3 separate regions of the Drosophila melanogaster genome follow, and all the other regions are linked to region 1. The links are chromatin contacts, called in public Hi-C maps. All regions are on one chromosome and are shown on one strand. Each heading gives the region's core, a stretch centred on a gene start, on an enhancer-like site or on the middle of the called end of the contact. The rest is flanking DNA. Distances are from core to core; before and after follow the strand shown.

Region 1 (3,877 bases), core at 849-3,348:
TGCAGAGAAAATGGTGCGAGCGGAACTGAAATCCCTCGATACCCAGCCAGCTGAGATGTCTTTGGAGGAGTACTTCCAGCCCAACAAATTGCTCATCCTCTTGCGCGCTATCTGTTTGATCGAAGTGCTGAATAATCGTCGTCATAAGGAGGCTAGAATGTGGCTCAATGACCTGCAGAATAACGAATTTGGTCCCGAGGCCGTCAAGGACAGCGAAAGAAAGCGTTTCCTTAGGGAGCAGATCATGGAAATACAGATGCTACATCTGCGTTTGTCCTTTTTAGTATTTGGCGAAGTTGAATTCTATACTGGATTCAAAAAGATCAAGCTACATGAACTGCTCGAGAATGGACTCGAAGAGTTTCCACGAAATATGGTGTTTCTACAGCTGTGGGCCAGCTTAAAATCGATTATGTGGCACAAGCAGCGTAGCCGGCTCATACGCACCAAAGCCGGCATCGCTTCACTGGCGCACTTGGTCGTTGCGATTCACAATCGCTTTGGAATCGTAGATACCAACGATAAGTTTTCAAAGGAAGCCACAAGGAAGATGGTGTGCAATCGTTTGGTCAGCATTGTCGAGACTTTTCTCCCGACCAATTTAGATCGTTTGGATGTGGAGGAAGAGCATTATCGCATACTGCGCAGGAACTCCATCTATTGGCGCTTGTACATGATTGCCCTATCCAAAACGAATGCCTCGTTTAGGCGCAGCAAAGAAGTCCTTATAATGGCCATGGACGAGTGTCCCTGGGACAAGTCACTACTGATGGAAGGCGCCAAGGTTTTGCCAGTGAAACTAGCATCGCTACAGGACCTGATGACCGAAAAAGAGATTCGCATTTTCGCTATGCCCGAGGAAGTGGACGTCTTGAGGGGCTTTTAAGTCGCTTTGGTTTTATTCGTTTGTTTTGAGGTTATTTGCCATTCGGGCGACTCGATAAGTTCGCATCATAAATATATTTATTTCTTCAAACAATCTAGTTCTGAAGTTTGCTTCAACTTTAAGTTAACTGGCGAAATTGCGATAAGCTGTTTGCAGTTATATGCGTACATGCATATTTTACTACATATATCCTAAATCGCTTATCAGAATTGGCTCACTAACAAATTCAGAATTAGCGATTTTGCTACTCAAAAATACTCGCCGTTCGATTATGTTAAAAAAAAATTCCAACACTTTATCGCTCGTTGCTGTGCAAGGAAACCAGAGTCGCATATCGAATGTCGGAGATTAGTCCAACTTCATCTTCTGGCCAATCCGCTCCCCCCGAATCCAGCATTTTCTTGTGTTTATTATTTTGATTGTGTTTATCGCAAGATAACCGAACAAAACTCATAAGCCAAAACAGCGCCGAAAGAATCACTGCGCACCTGAGGTCGCAATTGTAGCACCTGGAAGCTGTGAGACGAACTAAATACAACATATTTGTTATGTCATTTTCATATCGCTGAAATGAAACATATATTGCAAATAGCTTATTTTTATATTACTGAAATTTAAAATATATTGCAAATAGTTTATGGTTCTGTTTATTTAAATTTATTAAATCATTTAAATATGCAAAAGAAATTAAGAAGTTTTCTACATTTGTAAATTACAAATAAAAATATTTATATTCCTATTTAGCTATGAGTAGTTTTAACAGCTAACTTGTTAAATATTGATAAATTTAGATTTAATATGTACACATTAAAGGATTTGTATTAAATGACATGAATGATATTGACGATAAAATGATTGATATTTTGTATGCGATCTGTTTGTGTGACCGCAAGTGTGGTGGCCAAGTTGCGTGAGCGCGAGCGAGACGGCTGTGGCTGAGTGTTGACTCGTCTCGAATGTTGCGTATGCGCCCTGTCTGCCCAGCCACTTAAGACTCCTGTGCGTTACTGTTGCTCTTTGGAAAAGCGTGGAAATCGGGAGAGGAAACGCTGTGATTGGGCAGAGGGGTAGTGGGGATGAAAAGCTCCGCTCGCCGAAACGCATCGAAAGCTGTCTGAGCGCGAGAGTCCTGGCTGCTGTCCATTCGCACGTCCGTCTGTTCGCCTGCTCGTCCACCCATCCGACATCTTTGGACCGGGCTTCATCGATGGCAGTCGGTCGGCATCTGTCCAAGTCCCACGACGCGTTGTCGCTCCGCATCGGCCGTTGCTGCAGTGGAAGCGGCCCGTTTGGCCAAGTGGCGTCTCCGTAGTCCCTAGTCTCATGGCGGCGGAGTCTCCTCTCAAGGTTTCCCAGGCACTCCAGACCGTTTCCAGTTCCTAGGTTAGTGCTAGAGCTCGGAATATCTGGCCAGTATCAGGCCAATCCATATATAATAATATATACATACATATATATATATATATGTATATATCGCTATAACGGCCGAGTGTTTTTTGTTCCATTTCGTTTCGATAGCGAGTGTAATTTTTTTGAGAGTGCTCCCCCGTTCTAAGTCGTGTGTGTGTGTGTGTTTCTCTTCCTGTTTGGGTGTGTGTGCTGCGATGTCTCTGTGTTGGTGTAGAGCAGAAGCAAGAAGAAGCAGCATTGTGTAAGACGCCAGCGTCAAGTTCGTAGACTAAACACCAACCTTCTTTTGCGGCTCTACTCTAGCAAAGGGGAAAAGCTTTTCAGAGAGGAAACTCAGAAAATGAGAAAACGATAGAGACAGAGAGCGCAGAGAGTCAATGTGCACTGCTAGAAAATGTGGGGAAAACCAGTTTGCGAGCATGCGATTCGTGACAGTTTGCATATTTTTTAAGCATCTTTATCTCAGATTTCCAAATCTATAACTCAAATATTACTAAATTTATTACAGATAAGTGTAATCAAAATAATTGATAGCTTATTATTATTATTATATAATGCTTCCTTGGAGATTGTTATAAACAGAGGAGATTCAAGTGATTTTTTGTGCAAAACTCTAGTTTTAGCAACGTTTTCTTTTTTCCCGGTGTACTGGGTGAGCATGAACTCGCCGAGGGTTTCCCGGCCGGAAACCTTAGTCAAGGTCTCGCCAGCTTTCCAACGCAGGTTGTTGCTGCGCTCTCGCTCACACTCGCTGCTGGTGGGCGTTTGGCCAATCGCCATCTCTGTCGCACCGCTGTCGGTGACGAGCGAAGCTTTTATTGTATATTTCATCTTTCACGCTCTTTTCCCTGCCATTTCTGCTTCTTTGGGGCAGCGGCACCTAGAGCGGGAGCGGGAGCGGAGTGGAGCGTGAGTGGAGCGTTAGCTTTCCGGGCAGCTGATTCGCGCTCGGCTCGGCTCTCCGCTGCCGTTGCCGCTGCCGCCGTCGCTGCTCCGCTCGTCGTCTGGCTGATTAGTTTAGTTTGTGATTTCAATATATGTAATTAATTTTTGTTTCTGTAGCGGTACGGACGGACGCGTCGCGACGTTCGCTTGGTCCGCTTGGTGTTCGTTCGGTTCGCTTGGAGCTTGGAGTTCGAATTCGGTTCGCCAGCCGTCGCTGTTTCGTATTTATTATTATTTTTTATTTTTTTTTTATGAGTATATTCGTATTTCGCATTTGTATCTGAATGTTTCTTTGGCTCTGCGTACGTGTGTGAGCGATTGTGCGAGTTTCCTTCTCTTTCAACTTGCCTTTTTCGTGGTCGCCGCCGCTGCTAAAATGCAAAGAACACGCTCGAGCAACGTAAATGGCGCCGCGTTAACGAATGGAATTGGATTATCAAACAGTGCCCCCCAGAGCCCCATATAAAAGTTGAAAAAAAAAATAAAATAAAAAACAAAACGAGGAATTAAAACCGAAATAAAACAGGCAACAAACAAACTTCGTTTTGACAACCCCCCCGCCTTTTTTTTTGTTTGCGTGTGTGTGTTTTGTGCCAGTGCTTGTGCTATAGTGTAAAAAAAAAAGTTTGAAACAAC
Region 2 (3,877 bases), core at 810-3,309, 200 kb after region 1:
TTTAAATATTTATTATCTTTGCAGTTCGTTAGCATCTTGTATCTGCTTAAGGCAGCGGTGTGTAGTTGGACCCACTCTCGTTCGCGGGGTACTTAACCTAGTTAATTCTACTGGGTATTACTTCAGAATGAATGTAAAACTATTTGTGGTATTTTTCCAAAACGATCAATGATCAATGGTCTTAAAATAGTAACTGTTATATCCCTGCATTGGTTAACCTTTTTTTATATGGTATATTATCAATATAACTAGCTATATATGAAGTTATATTGTTACAAGGACATTCCCAAAATCCCCCCAAGAGTTTACGCCTCTGTTTTTGTCTCAATATGGAGTACTCTCTATTATTTCCGCCACATAAATGGGCGTTTCTTCGACATATTGGCTCGCTGAAGAAAGCACAGTGACGTATTCATTGAAATACGAAGCAATCCGAAGATGAAACCGAAATGGCAGCGAGGAAGAATTTATTATACAATCGATTTAAACAATTGGCGCCACAAAGACGGTGACTTTTGTGTGGGATATGGGCAAGGGGGAGTGAGGCGTGGCAGGGTTGGTGGAGCTTTAGTTATTGCAACGGGTGGGGAGGGGGAGCGGGGGTTGTGTGTGTGGTGTACTGTACTTAACGCATGTTAACGCCACTGTTAACTTGCACGCCCGATTGATATGAACGTGGAACAAGGAAGCTAAGTACAAGGGTCCCCCCTTTGAACAATTCGCTTTGCACTCGCAACCGAACGAAATGCATTTGAAAAGCGTGCAGATGTGTGTGTGTGTATGTGTTTGTGTGTGTGTGTGTGTGCATCTGTGTACTGGTGTTGCGCATTGTTGTGCTGGCTGTTGTTACAGTTGCTTTTTTTTTTCCTCCCATTGCTGATAAAAGAAAAGCCCCCAAAACTAATTAACGCCTGCAACGTGTTTGCTGCCAGTATATAATGACATATACCTACATTTTGTACATACTTACATATATATCACCAAGCATTGATAGTGTTCCCCCTTTCCCCCTCGCCCTCCCCATACCCATACTCTTCCTGCCCAACCAAAAAGGTGCGAAAGAGATGGCCACTATGGGCTTGGGGTCTAGACGATTGTGTGTGCTGTGTGTATTTCTACCTTCATGGGTTGACTGTATTTTTATCTGCTAATTAAACACAGACGCTCGATTGCGCCAGTAACAAATACAACAGAAACAGTGAAAACAGCAACTGAAACAGAAACAGAAACCGAAACCGTACAGAAACACCAGTAACAACAGCCCGCTTAAAGTCAACGACGTGGCCATATGGAACCACTAGAGAACCGCATATACCATATACCATATAATACCATATATCATATACTACATAGATGATATAGCCGAAAATATACTCTGAATTACGGCGAGGCAGTTTGGAATTGTGCTTGCACAGCGAAAAGATGAAACTACATGCGTTGTCCGGGTGTCGTCTTTCTTCATCAAATCTCTTGGGAAAGCAAGGAAACGCGACTGGTCTATCTAAATGGCACGTAATGCCTATGTAGCCAGCTTTTTGTCGCATCCTGCCGTCCCTTTCTAAGCCAAACCTTTTTTCAACTACTCCCCCCCCCCCCTCCATGCAACGATACGCGGGCTTATTTGTTTTCTTTTAACAACTTGCTATCTCTATCTCTGGACTCTCCCAAAAGGAACTCAAATGAGGGGAGTCTTAGGAGAGCTCAGCCAATACAGTGTAGGGTCTTAAGCTAGGAAATATTGTCAATTGCAGCATGTTAAAGATGCTAATTCCACTTTATTATGAAATTTTGGTACGGGTTCAAAGTTGCTGATGAATAGAACTGGCTCTTTATTCAAAGCAATGCACGTTAGAAAGATTTTGGGAATTTCGGGTCTTGAGATTACGGTTTTCAAAGATCGTCATAGAGTTGTCGGACTGTAGGTGTATTTTAGACGGCGGTGCAGCGTCGCCAGAAGTGGCAGAGGGGCGGTAGGACGGTTTGGGGGCGGGGCAGCAGAGGCGGTACAGACGATTGAGGCGATCGGAGAGCGGCCAGCAGAGAGCATACATCACTGAGCGCTGAGAACAAACAAAATGAGCAAAATAAGCAAATAAAGCCGTCTCCAGCGGTACAACAACAATAGCGACAACAACACCATCGCACACACACACACACGCACACACATAAGCAATTCTTTAAACAACACAAAAAGAAAAAAAAAGAAAATAAATAAAAACAACAACAAACGTCGCTTAATTTCAAGTTAAATAGCCGACGCGCATTATTTGAGTTTTGAAATGGAGAGCAAGTCGAAGTTGCTGGCTACGTGTGCATATCGCCATACATATGTACACATACATACATATATCCGAATCCATGTACAAATGCCCATGTACCCACATCCATCCCACCGCCGAGTGAGGTTATGTACGGCTGTCATGATAAATGTCTTACCATTTTATCCATTAACCCCGTCGCTGCTATCTCCCCACCCAGCGCGGTCTTTATCTCTGATTTTATACCTTTCAAATGAATCAGAGTTATGAATCATAGTCGCGATTGGTCGGGTTCATCAACTCAATGGCTATGTCCTTTGAACTGTTTTTAAACTGGGATCCAAACTCACCAAACTCATCAAAGTCTTGCTTTCATCACGCAGTTTTAAAGTATATCTAATGGGATCAGTATGACCATAGTTGCTAAGCAATAAAAATATAATTCAAACGCAAAAACGCTAATCATTCATTTAATGATGTGAAACTCTAACGTGACGTGCTGGAATTCGATAAAGCAAGTAACTGTGTAATAGGTATGCTTTTGATATGCTGGTAATATGTTTTTGATGGGTACCAGATAATAAAATTGATATTAAAGCTTGGTAATAATAATTTGTTATATTATATAATATAGATTAGCGTAGCTCGACTTTAGAGAATCCTTTACACATAACACATATAACCAAATATATAGTTAGAAACTAGAACTTCAAACGGTTTTAATAGTTCCCACTTAGCCTGAGTTCGTTTCAAAGATATGATGATCCTTATTCGCGCCATCTGTCGTCTCTTTCGCTCGCTCTTTCCCCACCGATGGCGCTTCGTGCTGCGCTTCGTGTGCTCGGCTCGACGACTTCGGCACTGGCTTCGTGTGCGGCTTCGGCTGCAGTTCCGTCGCATGCGATCGCCGCCGGTCGCTATTTCCACCGGCGCACTGCACGCAACAATCACTCGTCGATCGCTCGCTCAGCGGATCGGACGTACCGGTATTATCGCTCCTCCGTTGCCTCGGTCGCAATCGCTGCTCGCGTCGGTGCGGCGTTGCCACCCCCTCGAAACCGAAAACCCATTATAAAGTTTGAAACATATATATCCTAAACAGAACAATAAGTTTAACTAATTTTTTTTTGTATCGCTGCCTTAAAATTGTATCGCGTAATTAAGTGAAAAGTTGCATTACATTTGACTCTTGTTTTTTCCTCATTTTTTTTTCGAACAAAACCTATTATTTTTTTGATTTGTTTTTGCTTGTGATGAACGGAACGGAAAAGCCGAATGAGAACATATTAAATTAAAAAAAAAAAAAAATTGAAAAGACCGGAAAATAATTTGAAGGCAAAATTTACTGCCCAGCTGCCAAATCGAAATTGAAAATCGCCGCTCAGCTGACGAGTAAAAAACTGTAAGTTGTTGCTAAATGTAATTGTTGCCGTCAGTTAATAATGCCCATTAACTTAGCCGGTTGGTTCAGGGGGTCAGGGTGGGGGCCAGAAAGAGACGGGGCTAGTCGTAGAGTGACTTGGCTTAAACTTGAGCTAACTTGAGTTATTCCTCGCTTTTTTAGCCCCATCTCGCTTTTTTTTTCGTTTAAGCCCGCCTTGACTTTCGACTTTTGTCGC
Region 3 (3,877 bases), core at 733-3,232, 150 kb after region 1:
ACATAGGAGGCGGGCGAGAAGAGCATCGTGTAGAAGATGGCCAGGAAGAAGGTCTCGAATTCGCCAGCGTGGAACAGCAAAATTAGACCGCCTATCACGTTGGCCAACAACGTCATGGTGTAAACTGTCGGAGAAAGTATTCAAAATAGACACATACAATCAGCATAATGCTATAATCTGTAGGGGAAAGCATTATTATATACTATATACTATGCATGCAGTAAATAATGCTAGAAATGCATTTAAAAACTATCTTAATACTGATAACATGTAAATCAAACAAATTTCATGCTCCCCTCTTTGCAAGCATATTCTGCACAAAGGCACGCACACATCCAAGACCATTAGCCATTCAGCTATATCTGATTAATAATGGCATCGGCCTGTAGACGACACGCGATGACTAATTCCACAACCTATGGCACCGCTTATCAGCGAAAACATGTAGAAAACACAGCCATAAAGAACCAATACTCACAAATCCAAATGTAATACAATCGCTTGACCAGTTTCTGGAACTCGGGCGGTATCTCCACCTCGAAGTCCTGGTAGAAGCACGGCTTTACACAAAAGTTATCCGGCAGCGGTGGCCAGTTGTTCAGCTGCGGCACATTGCCCTGTAGCTGCTGCTCGCGGCGGTCCAGTTCGGCGGCCTTGCGGTCCAACTCCTCCTGCCGGCGCTGGATACAATGAAAATCATATGATTATCGACTGTTTTATATATACATTTTGTATGACTTAATAAATTGGCCGTATATGGTAAATACTTTAAATCTTATTCATTTACATATTTGGGAAAACAAAGGCGAAATTCAATGATAGGAATTCACATCCAAATCTTGAGTTTGTTAAACTTCTATCTTAACCTCAGGCATTTGGCCTATCTATAGGAAATATTCTGTACAAGAATAAAGTGCAAACTTAAGCCTCCAAATCATATGTATTTAGATCTACTAACTAGTATTTCTTGAATTATTGTGTAGGGCCGAAGAAGCCAAGTAAATCAAGAGAAACCGCAGTTTGCACAGTGAAGACTCGGCGCGGCAGCCGCTTCTAGTCTCAACCAGATAAATGCTCCAAAGCGGATATATCGTTGGCAGATCGAGATAAGCCCGCTTATCTTTCTGACTCTTGATGGAGAGTAAAATGTGATATGCCTGCCCTAATCCCGGCACTCTAGCAAAGTGATTACTGTACAGACTTTTAGGGCAAACTTTTAGTGTAACTGTGTGGTGTGGTCCATTTCGATTGTTTCCGAGTATTTGGATGTACATATGCGGTTTTTGGAGTATTGCGGATGTGGCCATGCCGGCACAGCACACCGCAGAGTGCTCACTGTTGTGTGGGCGGTAACGCGAGACGACCGGCCAAGTGGGTTACCTGCAGCTCCTCCGAGGTGATCTGTATGCTGGTGCTAGGCGCCGAGGCGCCCAGGGAACTGGTCTGCGGGGGCGGAATGTTCTGCGATAGCGGCTGGACCACCGCCGCCGTGTTCGTTGAGTTGATCTGCAGCTGCGGCTTGGCCTGCTCCTCGAATGGATTGTAATCCTCAAGAGAGACAAGGGCGGCGCCGCTCTGGAGTCGTCGTGCCTGCTGGATGGCGGGGTCCTGCGGGGGAAAACCGGGAAATCCCAATCAGAAACCAATTCATTCAACATATGTGACGAATGCACCCAACACACACACACACTACACTCACAGGCACGCACACCAACACCCCACCTTTGCGTACGTGTGCGTGTGTGTGCGATGGGTTTTTTCTTCGGCTTCCGCGCTCTCTCTCCTAGCTCTTCTATCGCCTCACCGCAAACGGATTGTCCAGATTGGGCTCCCCGAAGGGATTCTCGTCGAGACCGGAGCCGGACATGGGAATTCTACTTTGGATACGGCTGTTCAATGACCAGAAAAACGCACTGACTCGCACTTTGCTTTTCGCTGTGTATATTTTCCCTAAGACTCTGCTCAGTTATCGATGTCGGTTTTAGTGATGGTTCAGCATCGATAAGCTTTCGTTGGGAATCAAAGTGTAGGCCTCAAATATCGAAAGAATTACTTTAAAGAATTAATGTTATTTGAATTACATATTAAATTCATTTTGGCAGAAAAACTTATTATTTAACACATTTAACATTAATCTAGAATTCTGAAAAATGTGAATAACTGGTATACAATGGTCTGATTTTTTAGGACCTATTAATACATTTTATTAAAATGATAGCAAAAAGAAAAGATTCTATATACAATTGGATGTAAACCAGCAGTTATCATATGAATTTTAAATTTAAATGGCAACAATCGTGCCAATCGGAACTGCTCCAGCTGAACCAGCTGCGTGGAACCAGTTCCCATCCCTGGGGCCGCCATTCCGCAATTGGAATTCTAGTGTCTTGGGTTGCGATTCGATTCATTTACCGCTGCCCGCGTCTCCAATTCGGTTGTGTGCGATTCTGTCTGCTCCGCATCCAAGTCAAACATCCAATCCTTGCAAGAATGTCGAAGCCCAGCTACAAAGTCGGTGAGTTGCGTTATAAATAAACCCAAACGGATGGCAAACTCTCGAATCGAATCTCCGGCCGGCAACAGGCGACATGTGCGGGTGAATTGCATCTATTCATGAGCACATGTTTCTGAGGTTAAAAGAGAGACAAAACAGAGGAGAGCACGTTGTTGCTGGGGCAAAAAACGTAGAAATTCAGACCGTATGGTGTATAAATCAACAGTGCCTGCTTATCTGACCCTATCTCCCTTTTATATCCCACTCGACAGCCGATATCAGTCTGGCGGAATGGGGACGCAAGGCGATCATTATTGCGGAGAACGAGATGCCCGGTCTGATGGCCTGCAGGAAGAAGTACGGCCCATCTAAGCCCCTCAAGGGCGCCCGCATCACCGGCTGCCTGCACATGACCGTCCAGACCGCCGTGCTCATCGAGACCCTCGTCGAACTGGGCGCTCAGGTGGGTTCAGTGCCTCTTTGGCGCTCTAAATGATTTTATGCATCGTACCACCATTCGAATTGTATGCCCAACTGTAGGTCTGAACAGTCGGGATAATACACAAAGATAGCATCATTTCAATACTAAAAACCATTTCAAAAACCATAAAACCGACCAAAATTCCGTAAGGAAATTGTAAATTAGGTAGAAAGATAGGTATCTCCAAGCATTGTCCAAGGGCTGGTCCCTTATCACCTTTGGTTTACGCACCAATTTGAATAACAAAACTTTCGTTTAACAGCAGGGGGGCAAGTTCAAGGCGCCCAAGATAAGACCTCCAGATTGTTATTTCCTCTGACGCAGCACCATCTGCTTCAATCCTCGCACATGGCAACTATTTTCTGCCAAATGCTGATGTCCTGAAATACATAGATTTCCTGATATAGATCAATCCTATATGCAATGCAAATCAGTTTGCAAATATCTATATAATTTAGGTTCCTTCCCATCCACATCTCAACTTCAACGCATGAACTACATTTTCATTCTTTTATCCAGGTCCAATGGTCCAGCTGCAACATCTTCAGCACCCAGGATAATGCTGCCGCGGCCATCGCTGCCACCGGCGTGCCCGTGTACGCCTGGAAGGGTGAGACCGATGAGGAGTACATGTGGTGCATCGAGCAGACCTTGGTCTTCCCCGACGGCCAGCCCCTGAACATGATCCTGGACGATGGCGGCGATCTGACCAACCTGGTGCACGAAAAGTTCCCCCAGTATCTGAAAAACATCAAGGGCCTCAGCGAGGAGACGACCACCGGTGTCCACAACCTGTACAAGATGTTCAAGGAGGGTCGTCTTGGCGTACCGGCCATCAATGTCAACGATTCGGTGACCAAGAGCAAGTTTGACAATCTGTATGGCTGCCGCGAGTCGCTGAT

The links. Hi-C and Micro-C count contacts between places; a contact is called where the count stands out from the background.
Region 2: a contact with region 1 is called in a Hi-C map of the Kc167 cell line, with 6 times the contacts expected there. The contact joins the promoter of lncRNA:CR44888 here to the promoter of gce in region 1. A contact is called at or near these places in 3 of 107 Hi-C or Micro-C datasets (the D17-c3 cell line, the Kc167 cell line and the OSC cell line).
Region 3: a Hi-C map of the Kc167 cell line shows a contact between it and region 1, with 4 times the contacts expected there. The contact joins the promoter of Scamp here to the promoter of gce in region 1. A contact is called at or near these places in 4 of 107 Hi-C or Micro-C datasets (the Kc167 cell line, the S2 cell line and embryo) and 1 of 6 datasets of contacts at active chromatin or transcription factors (the Kc167 cell line).

What each region holds. Positions count from the first base shown.
Region 1 is chrX:15,295,668-15,299,544 of dm6, forward strand. It overlaps gce (germ cell-expressed bHLH-PAS), which reads left to right and starts at 2,099. Exons shown (of 10, transcript NM_001272637.2): 1 at 2,099-2,269. CG5877 reads left to right here. Exons shown (of 2, transcript NM_132786.4): 2 at 1-1,502. The coding sequence ends at 886. It also overlaps asRNA:CR44429.
Region 2 is chrX:15,495,803-15,499,679 of dm6, forward strand. lncRNA:CR44888 (long non-coding RNA:CR44888) reads right to left here and starts at 2,060. Exons shown (of 1, transcript NR_123918.1): 1 at 1,721-2,060. All of the region lies in intron 2 of Gmap (Golgi microtubule-associated protein), which reads left to right.
Region 3 is chrX:15,447,901-15,451,777 of dm6, forward strand. It overlaps Scamp (scamp,), which reads right to left and starts at 1,983. Exons shown (of 5, transcript NM_167442.2): 1 at 1,805-1,983; 2 at 959-1,608; 3 at 479-680; 4 at 1-124. The coding sequence starts at 1,867. The coding sequence ends at 1,333. Ahcy (Adenosylhomocysteinase) reads left to right here and starts at 2,361. Exons shown (of 3, transcript NM_001298339.1): 1 at 2,361-2,515; 2 at 2,767-2,957; 3 at 3,495-3,877. The coding sequence starts at 2,491.